Linked DNA regions of Zea mays: region 1 is linked to region 2. A link is a contact called in public Hi-C data. All regions are on one chromosome and are shown on one strand. The core of a region is the stretch at or near the end of the contact, and the rest is flanking DNA. Distances in the headings are between cores, read along the strand shown.

Region 1 (5,011 bases), core at 660-3,159, 190 kb before region 2:
TACGAAATGGTAACCCGGTGATCATCTTAGGTGACGATAAAATGGCAAGAAACAAGGAGTAACCGATAAGCGACAATTACCTGCCCAAAGGGGATGAAATTCTGTGTCATCGACGCCCGAGCAATCGAGACCATGTCCCGAAAGCTATCGAGCCTCTCCTCATAGTGCCAAGGCTGAGGTCGCCCTGGTACGATGTTGACTTGCCTCACTTCCATCCTCCACGTCCGCCCCGACATCTAGGGGGAGGAGAAGGGTGTCCCTCCGGTGGTGGAGGGACCACGACCCTTGTTGAAGAAAAAGAGGCCACAACCAACGACGTCGCCGCCTCAGGTTGAGTGATCACCACCGTGGCACCCAGGGACGGCAGCGATGGAAGCAGGACCAAAACACCCCTCCCCTCTGGTGAAGCTCCGATGAGGGGAAACACACCGGCGGTCGAAACCCCCCTCAAAGAGACTGCGCAGGAAGTCATCATAATAAGGCAGACACTAGGGGACGGCGTCGCCAGCATCCCTTGGACGGGCAGGGAGGTTGGAACGGGCAACCCGGTTAACTCATTGGTGGACGCTCCATCCACCACAGAAAGATCAGAGGTTGAAAGAGTCGGAGGCCCTCCCCTCATCGCGACCACGTCCTTATGGAGTTGCACGACACATACACACTAACCAAAGCAAGGAAGTTAGGAATGCCGAAACCTTGTCATTCTTGAACATGATGCTCTTAACATTCATCATTTCATTAGTGTGAAAAGTATGTTAAAATTTTGGAATCCACTGAATTACTTGCATTCAAGAAGTGTGTTGTATTGTGCACTAACATTTTTTCGAATAATTTATGTGCCGTTGTAACACATGCACATTTTATCCGGATCGTATGAAATGTGTCAATTGTGCAACAGTTACCATGATAGATGATACTACAGGAGTACTATCTATTTTACGTTTTTTGCTTTGTATCTTGTGATTTTTGGTACTTATTAGAAACGTGATCTTAGTACAATCAGATTGGTGCGTTTTGAATTTACAGTAGTTATGGACTTATGGAGGGGGTTCCTAATATTTTGTATTATTTATTTATTATTGATATATGTACACTACAATGTTCTTAATATGAAATTTCATACTTGAACTGGATGTTCGTCGAACTACAGTGGCTTACAAATCTTAGGATGTTCATACTTGAACTAGATGTTAATTGAACTACATTGGCTTACAAATCTTAGGATGCAAATCTAATAAACAATAACATAGGGCCCGTTTGTTTTCCTTCATTTTGAGGAATTAGAATCTAACTAATGTAGTAGGTTATTTATTTAGAATGTGACATTACATAACTTTCCAAAGTGTATATATAAGACTATCTCAAATTTATGGAGTAAGAGATAGAAATTGATTCTATATATTTACATGCTACTTTTCTAATATACAATTTATAATGTACTCTTCTACTTGCTTCTTTATAACACAAATGTAGTGTATAACTATCTCTCTCTCATATGATTTAGGATAATATACAAATATAATACATAGACAAATATATTAACTTAATTATTTTTGTCTAAATTATAATTATTAGAATGTATTTTAATTCCAACGAAACAAACATGACGTCTTAATGGACTTTCCCACAATTAGAAAGCTTTATAAATAATTTATAGTTTAAAACATGTTTAAATAACTATCTTATTGTGACTAAAGTTTAATCAATTTTAATCTCTAAATTACCAAACATGGTAACTAATGGAGATTTCTCATATATAAATTCTAGTGACTAAAGTTTATTGACTAAAATTTAGTAGTATGACTAAAGTAACCAAACACCTTCTTAAACACGATGACATACAAATCCATCTCCAAATCCATCTCTTGTGAGTTCTGAACCAAAACTACAAAATGAATTGACGATATTACCCTCGACCCTCGAGGTCTCGAGTCTTGACCAACCCATACGCACCCACCCTCCGCCGCCGTTTTTCTCTCCCCATCTCGCCCGCCGTTTTCGTCCTTATCGATCTCCTCGCACCTCGTGGCGGCACCTCTCCCCTTCGATCCACCAAGGTGAGCTTCCGATTCTCCACCATAAACTCTGACCTCTTCCCGCCAGATCCGTAGTCTCCCCACCCCGTGCGTCCAGATCTGGTTCCTTTCGATTTGACTCGGTTTTCCCTTCCTGTTCGGGGTGCCGTAGGGTTTAGGATCGGCGGCGATGGCGGCGAGGCTGGCACAGCTGCGCGCTCAGGCGGTGCAGGCGGCGGAGTTCGCCTCGAAGCACGGCGGCTCCTACTACAAGGAGCTCATGGAGAAGAACAAGCAGTACGTCGTGCAGCCCCCCACCATCGAGAAATGCCAGGAGCTCTCCAAGCAGCTCTTCTACACCCGCCTCGCAAGGTGAAACCAACTGTGGCTTTTGTTGTTGTGTCTCGTTGCGATTAGTCAATTGGGTTCTCTTGCCTGAAGTGCTGCACGATCTGTTCGTTCGTGCGTTTAACGGGGCTTTTTTCGGGCTTGTTCAGGTCGCTTGTTAGACGGGTATAGTGTTGTGCAGTTTTTTTTCCTAATTAACTGTATGTATGTATGATATGACTTGGTTATGGCCAGTATCAGCGATGAGGATAGCCAAGCTGACTGCCTGATTCTGTGAGCGGATTAAGATTGTTAGGAAGATAATGTGGTTATTTTCCCGTGGTGTAACTGAGCATTTGTAGGTAGCACAGCATATCTACGCTTTTCACTTTTGAGGGCAGTCTTCGTGGCTTTACTGTTTATGACTTAATATGTGTGTTTATCATGTGGTTTGTTGTGATAGCAAATGTGACAAATCTCCCATCTATTTTTAATGTTTTTGTTCATTATATCATGATGCTATACCTTTATGCAATGGAATGTTCTATCTCCTCTTTCAATGTTATACTTGCCAGTTCCTGAATTTAAGTTTGGTTTGGTGGATTAAACACAATTTTGAAGTTTCATAGCGAAATAAACTTATACTTCAATGCTTGCACTGAGATCCATCTTATGTGGAGACAGATAGGTGCATAGAACACAATGCATGGCTGTTAGGGAAAACCATGAAGGTTTGATCAATTAGCACCCTGGTGTAGAGTCCCTTGCGGTGTTGATGTGTCATGACACTACTGCAAGAAGAATTTGCTGTATGGTTCTAGAAATGAATCTTTGTAATATCACCGTGGCCAAAAACTATGCATGCATGGAAGAGTAGGTTTAGCTTTGCATATAAACACTGATAACTGCATTGGTTATTGGGAAATGTGATTGCTTCTTGTTTATTTTGGATGTCAGTTGATTGACAGCGGAAAATGCTGTGCACATGTATATATCTGGTTTATAAAAGTTTATGCATAACATCTTTAGCATCAAGTGTTGTCAATTTTTTCTTTGATCAGAGTGTGTAAGATTTGCTGGGTGCAGCATGCAGGTGTATCCGTATCTGGATTTTGTCTTCCTCTTTACTCCCTTATATCTAAGTAATTTGCATATGTGATAGGATGACTGAATGCACTTGACCCGGTATTGATCTTGTATTTCCTTTGTATTTGCTAGTTAGCTGCGCTTGGAATTTAACAATGCTAAAAAACATTTTAGTACAGTGTCAAGCACAGTGTTTGAGGGCCTGTAGTTTGTCTTCAAATGTTTCAAGTCAATGTGGTACTTCGAAGTAGCACAATGATGGAAATGTTTATTAACATAAGGCGAAAATATTTCCTCTCAGGGCCCTGGTGCTAACTAATACTCCCTATGTTTCCAAATTGTAAGTCATTTTGGCTTTTCTAGGTTCATAGTTTTTACTATGTATCTAGTCATTGTGTATATCTAGAAGCACAGCAAAAACTATGGACCTAAAGAAAAGACAAAATGACTTGGAACGGAGGGGAGTAGCTTGGATGTATATTGAAGTTGATGATAATAAATAGAAATGTCAACAAAATTTGAAATCTCAAGGAGCTGCAATTTGAACATCATTTGTCTAAATACAAATGACTTGTTGAAACTTGATAATGGCATTAGGAACAACAATTAGTCCGTCATTATTTGCCCCTGCTCTTGGTAGACGCAATATGTAACTTGTGCAATTAGGGAGTTACTTTTCATGGTTTTAACCATTGCTGTGTTTGTTCAGCCTACCAGGTCGGTATGAGTCATTCTGGAAGGAGCTTGATGGTGTCAAGCAGGTATGGAAGAACAGGAAGGACCTCAAGGTTGAGGACCTTGGGATTGCGACTTTATTTGGAGTTGAGCTTTATGCATGGTTCTGCGTAGGCGAGATTGTTGGCAGAGGTTTCACCTTAACCGGCTATAAGGTCTAGTTGATTTCCAGTGATTTAAGACCTGCTTTATAAATCGACACTTTAGCTGATGCTTGTCGAAACGACGATGATACCTGCCTTCCTTCACAATTTTGTTTCTTGTAAGAGTCTACCTAGTGCTGAATGCCAGCAAAGACGGGCACATGGTTGCAACATTGCCTCAATAATTTGCCCGCGCAATTCTTGATTTTGATGCATGTAATTCTTTGTCAGTTGCATGTGCTGCAGTCCCTGCGTGCAGACTCATTTCGTGTCTTTCGTTCTGCCCACAAAATAAATTCTTTCTGCGTTACATATGATCGTTTTGGATGAACTGAACAACCAATTGCTGAGTGTGTGAACGGATGAAACATTATGCTCCATTTTGATGTCGATATTGGAGGGGGCATGAAATTGAATTGGGTTCAATACCAAATCAGTCATGGTATTAAAATGAAATAATTTTAATTCTATTGTTTCGATATCGCTGAATTAGAGTTTGAAATTTGCGGTTTAATTCTATGCAATACAGCTCACCTCTCGGTATTGGAAGAGGGAGTTTCTAGTTATAATTTAAATTCAATAAATTGAGTCTTTGATTCTAAATCTTAATTCTATCTATAACTAAACAACAGAATTTAGGAAACCTAATTCTAATTATCAATTCTTTGCTTTAATATCGACATCCAAACGGTCTATTAGATTAAT
Region 2 (4,948 bases), core at 1,683-4,182:
GTGGTCGAAGTTAGGAGGCTTCACTGCACACTTTCTACAGTATCATCGTACATTTACAAACAAAGGGAGAGCTGCCTAACATCGCTCCTATATGACTTCCGGCTCCAGTGCTTCTGTAGTTCTGTTCTGATTTTTTTTCTGGTCCCATGTCCTCAACAGTGTTCAAACAGGAGTTAGGCTAGAGAAAAACCATGGCGCCGCATAGGTGTGATTCCGCTGTATAGCAGTACTACTCATTTACAAATTATTAACTATTAGTTGTACTTTCCATTTTGACCTCATTCTCAGAAAAACAGTAGTTAAGTAAATGTTTCATAAAGCAATTGGTGCTAGGGAGGTGTTCAGGCTATGCCTACCACAGTAGCACCTAGTCAGACAGCCCTAGGTAATTGTACTTTTCTCCAGACAGCTCAAGTAATGACATGATAGCTAGAAATATGTCATACTGTTAGGCAAATTTTGCTGCAGGACATCCGACTTCAATGGAATTGGCCAATCCACACCGCCAATGTTGAAATATGCCTAGTACCCTTATGAATGAGTGTATATTTGCCATAACACATCGCACCGATTATTAGAGTTCAAGGTGGGGGAATGTCTTTTCTACCCTTTTCTTCAACCTCTGGTTGTTCACCGATCATCCGGTCTCTTCTCCGTCGAGCATCCCTCATAGCTAGAATCACTGTTTCTCCAGGAACGCGACAAACAGATCACACAGTGTGCCCCCATCTCAGGCATGTGCTTGCGCCGTTGCAGACTCGTGGCTCACCTCCTCGCCCCGGCCCTCACCCACTCGGTGACACTAGACAGGAGCTCCACATCGCCCTGCCTTGGACTACTGGTGTCGGCCACCCATGTTCCCTACTCGCCAACTCAAGCCCGTCTCGTCGGACAACAGTGCCACCATGCACCGAGCCACCGACTGTCCTCACACCTCCCTCCACGTGCCACCGCCACAGGCTAAGCCATGGCCTGCCTCCAGATCTGGACCCTCCATGAGCGGCACGAGCACCTCCACCATGCTGGGTCTGCCAAGGTGGCCCAACTCACCCGCCAACACCAGTGTTGGACACCGACCGCCACCTGGCCCGGCGACAGCTCACACGCCATCTCCTCCCACAGCGTAGGGAAGAAGCCCTGCTGAGGCCAGTAGCAGCAAGCAGAATTCCAAGGCGCTCCACCTCGGCGGTAGTCTCCAATGCGCTCCGCCTCGCCATGCCAACAACAGAAGCTGGCGTCCAAGGTGGCTGAGGCGCCCCGCCAGGGGGGGCATGGGGTGTTACAACCGGTGTCCTCCGATGAGCAAGAGGAAGAGGATGAGAGCAAAAGTGTTATTTCCCTTGCCTCTCTCTCCAAAACCCAATGGAAATCATATTTTATGGGGGTGGTGTCTTACAGCAAACAAACCCGGTTTCATAATGGTACTTGGCCAATACTGGAGTTGGTGGTGTGCCATAGCCAATTCCATGTTTTCCGAGTGTCCCACAGCAAATCTGCCTATTAGTTAAAACAATTAAATTGACATTATCAGGTATACAAGTTCCACAACCGCAATTCATCTTCCTCTGTCTCCCATCTGTCCCACACTCCCACTCTCACATAGAGATAATGGCCTAAACCATTCTAGGCAGCAAAGAACCTAGACAAAATGCTTATGCAATCAGCAAAGTGGTGCTATTCTGCCTTTTGAAACAAAAGACAGAGATTGTATAGGCAAACCTGATATTATAGCAGACGGTATCAAATGCCCTCGCTTTCTCAAATTCTGTTTTTCCTACTCACCTATGTCAAGAAAAGCTATAACTTTTATGCAAAGTTTTCGAGTTCGGAACTCCAGGCAATATCAGCCTAATATTATCCATAATTATACATTAGAGTCCTGTCCTCATTCAATAGCCTTTGGTCCCTTTACCTGAAATTTATCATCATTTTATTTAGTATTAATGACAGACAAAGTGTTGTTGACAAAAAATTGCAGACTTAAATTAGAATTAGTCAGCATTTAGTTCAATGCTATTATCAATTTTAGGAGCTGAAAGTACGAGAGCATTTGGTCGTGCCGTTTTGACAATGCTGGACACAGAGCAAAAGGCCCGAAGCCTCCCGCCCAACTTAAAACTAAGTAATAATAACTGTGATTCTACAGCTAGAACTGAATGTGCAGTTTTAAGCCATCCACACACACCTGCGTCTGCCACGGTTCTCCTCCTGAAACCGGTCATCGTGCATGTAGAAGGCGCCGGAAGTGGGCACCGCAAACGGCTCCTGCTCCTTCTCTCCCCCCTCGCCCTTGGCCTCCCCCTCCGTCAACCCCTCCTCCATAGCCACGCCATCCTCTCCGCGCGAGACCTGGCTGCCGCCGCCGTCGTCCATGGGAAGTGCCACGCGCCCTTCGTACTCCTCCTCGAACCCCTCTCCCATGTCTTCCTCGTCGTAGTACTCCTTATCCTCCTCGTCCACCTCGTCGTCGTACGCCTCGGGGGCCCCTTGTCCGTCGTCGTCCTGGTCAGGGCCCATCCGCGCCGTGGGCCTCCCGTCCTCGGACCCCTCGTCGTCACTGGCCTCTCGGCGCCGCATCGTAGGAAGCGCCTCATCGTCGGGGTCGCTCACGTACTCCTCATCCTCCACCTCACCCGCTGCCCCATCCGACACCGCAGCGGCGTCCGGCTCCAGCGTGAGGGGCGCCGCGGGGCTCTTCTCGACCGGGGCGTCCTCGGCAGGGTCAGCGGGGGCAGCGGCGGGTGACGCCTGTTCCAGCTGTGTGTCGGGGGCCGGCGGGTCGGCCATGGCCAAGCAACCTAGATTTGGGAGCGGCGCGTTGCGATGTGTCGAGATTTTTCCCCTTTTTTCTCATGCACTGCTGTTTTGGTTTTGAGAGAGTTCGAATCGACGGCTAGAGGAGGGGCGGGGAAGCTGGGGACAGCGAGGGACCAGTGGAACGGAACGGGATGGAAAGGTCACCAAACCGATTGGCTAATCCGCTTAGCCGGCCGTTTAAGGCTATCTACACGAGCTTATTCATTCTCATATTTATATTCAAACTTAACTCTCTAAACAATACAATATAAAATAGGGTTTTAATTAACCATATGGATAGATTGCTGGACACGGTATAACAGGTAATCGGTGTTAGCCGGTAACGACAGTACACCGGTTTTGGATTTTGAATTTGGAAAAAATGTAAATTTAAAAACTTTTGATGCCAATTTTCGTATAAATACTATGAATTATTCGAAGACTTTCTTCTGAAATCAAATTTCAAAATACACAACGGATTTCAAACTAAAAATCATGAAAGTTTTCAGATTACCAATGCTACATGCAATATAGGTTTATTGGCGTAGACAAGGGGGCTAGCAGGGACCGCGGCCCCATAACAAAAAGAAAAAGCTTATAGTTGTATATCTATGGCTGAAAAGGAGTTAGTTTATAATAAACTAAAATTTATTATGTACTTAGTGCATATATGATTTAATTGTTATGGCTAATGACTATTGTATACTGTATATACACATATATTCTATAGCATTACAACTATAGTTATTATTTGGTTGATGCAATAGAGCCATTATTTGAGTTATTCGTTACACTGACCAAGAAAGGAAGGGAACACTTAGTACGGTTTTCAATGTTCGTGTCATGAATCACTACTAACTATATCTTCCACAACTGCTGCATGTATTTAAACTGTTAAATTTTGTTATTGGAGTTATGATAACAATTGGACCATCTTTTGTTCAAATTTTGGGACCTCAATATGCTTTATTTGTCAAAAAGCAAGTGGTTCGGTTTCTGTAAATAAGCTGACAGTTTATCAGGTTAGAAGCCGATTAATTTGTCTTATCGGTCTATTAATCGGTCTTGAGTCATTTGAATTCAAAAACTGTTTCATTTTGAATTCGGTCGGTTTCTAGTAGTTTCTACTAATTTATTACGATGAATCGGATATCGGCCTCGATCGGTTTTTTCCTAGACATCCGGTTTGGTGAACCTTGGGGAGTGGATAACGAGGCATGGGGCAGAGTTGAGGCGGACAGGGTCATGGATCGGGTACTTTTTAGGGCACGAAACGGATATGAAAGTTGTCGTCGATGGAGTACAAGTACAGGTTCGGTTGGTGGGCAAGAAAACTATCTTTATCGTCCGTGCGTTGCGGCGGTACACCAATTATATTTGATTATATAGGGTAAAACAGTTTGATAGACCCTCCCTGTAAAAAATTTAAAGTAGACCCCATAAAAGAATAAATTAAAGTGAACATATGACCCATATACCATATATTAAACTAGATATTGCACTTTATCTTAGCCAAAAGGCTAAGAAAGGTACAAGTTCAAAACAATCCATTTTATAGCTCGCTCGATCGCTTATCCTCCCTCCGCTCGGTCATTTCCCTATCACATCCCTCACGCTTCTTGGTTGGGATGTGGTTAGTGAACTCGATTAGCAGTAGTATGTTAATTATGCAATGTGTCATGTGGTGCAGCTATCTAAATATTTGGCATATATTGACCACAGCTAGGCAGCTCCAAGGTAGAATGCAAAGCCAATACTCTGGGACCTTTCCTGACCAGCAGTGTCTGGCATCTACCAAGACATGTTGTTAAACACCACAAACCAGTAGACAATACCTTTGGCATTTTTCTTCAAGTGATATTAATCTGAATCTACATAGATTTCTTATGTGCACAACAAAGATGATGAAGATGGTGCTTAATAAAGAATCATGAAAATATAATGGATATCTTGAAGGTTTGAAATGATTTGAACACGATCGCTTGTTAATTAAGCAAAGACCAAGATTATGGTCAAGTATAAAAAGAGTCATCTGTCTCAAATGCCCTATGCTAATCGAAACAACATCATGCCACTATAAGCAACAACATCTGATTTAGGTTTGGCTATATGAATATGTTTACTAAACTCAGTTAACGCACTACTGAATGTG

The links. Hi-C and Micro-C count contacts between places; a contact is called where the count stands out from the background.
Region 1: a Hi-C map of leaf shows a contact between it and region 2, with 4 times the contacts expected there. The contact joins the promoter of LOC100285174 here to the promoter of LOC100191432 in region 2. A contact is called at or near these places in 4 of 25 Hi-C or Micro-C datasets (bundle sheath, leaf and tassel).

The regions. Positions count from the first base shown.
Region 1 is chr8:145,104,960-145,109,970 of Zm-B73-REFERENCE-NAM-5.0, reverse strand. LOC100285174 (hydrogen-transporting ATP synthase, rotational mechanism) reads left to right here and starts at 1,909. Exons shown (of 3, transcript NM_001291793.1): 1 at 1,909-2,057; 2 at 2,188-2,387; 3 at 4,138-4,614. The coding sequence starts at 2,206. The coding sequence ends at 4,324.
Region 2 is chr8:144,918,980-144,923,927 of Zm-B73-REFERENCE-NAM-5.0, reverse strand. It overlaps LOC100191432, which reads right to left and starts at 2,932. Exons shown (of 12, transcript NM_001367165.1): 1 at 2,186-2,932. The coding sequence starts at 2,787.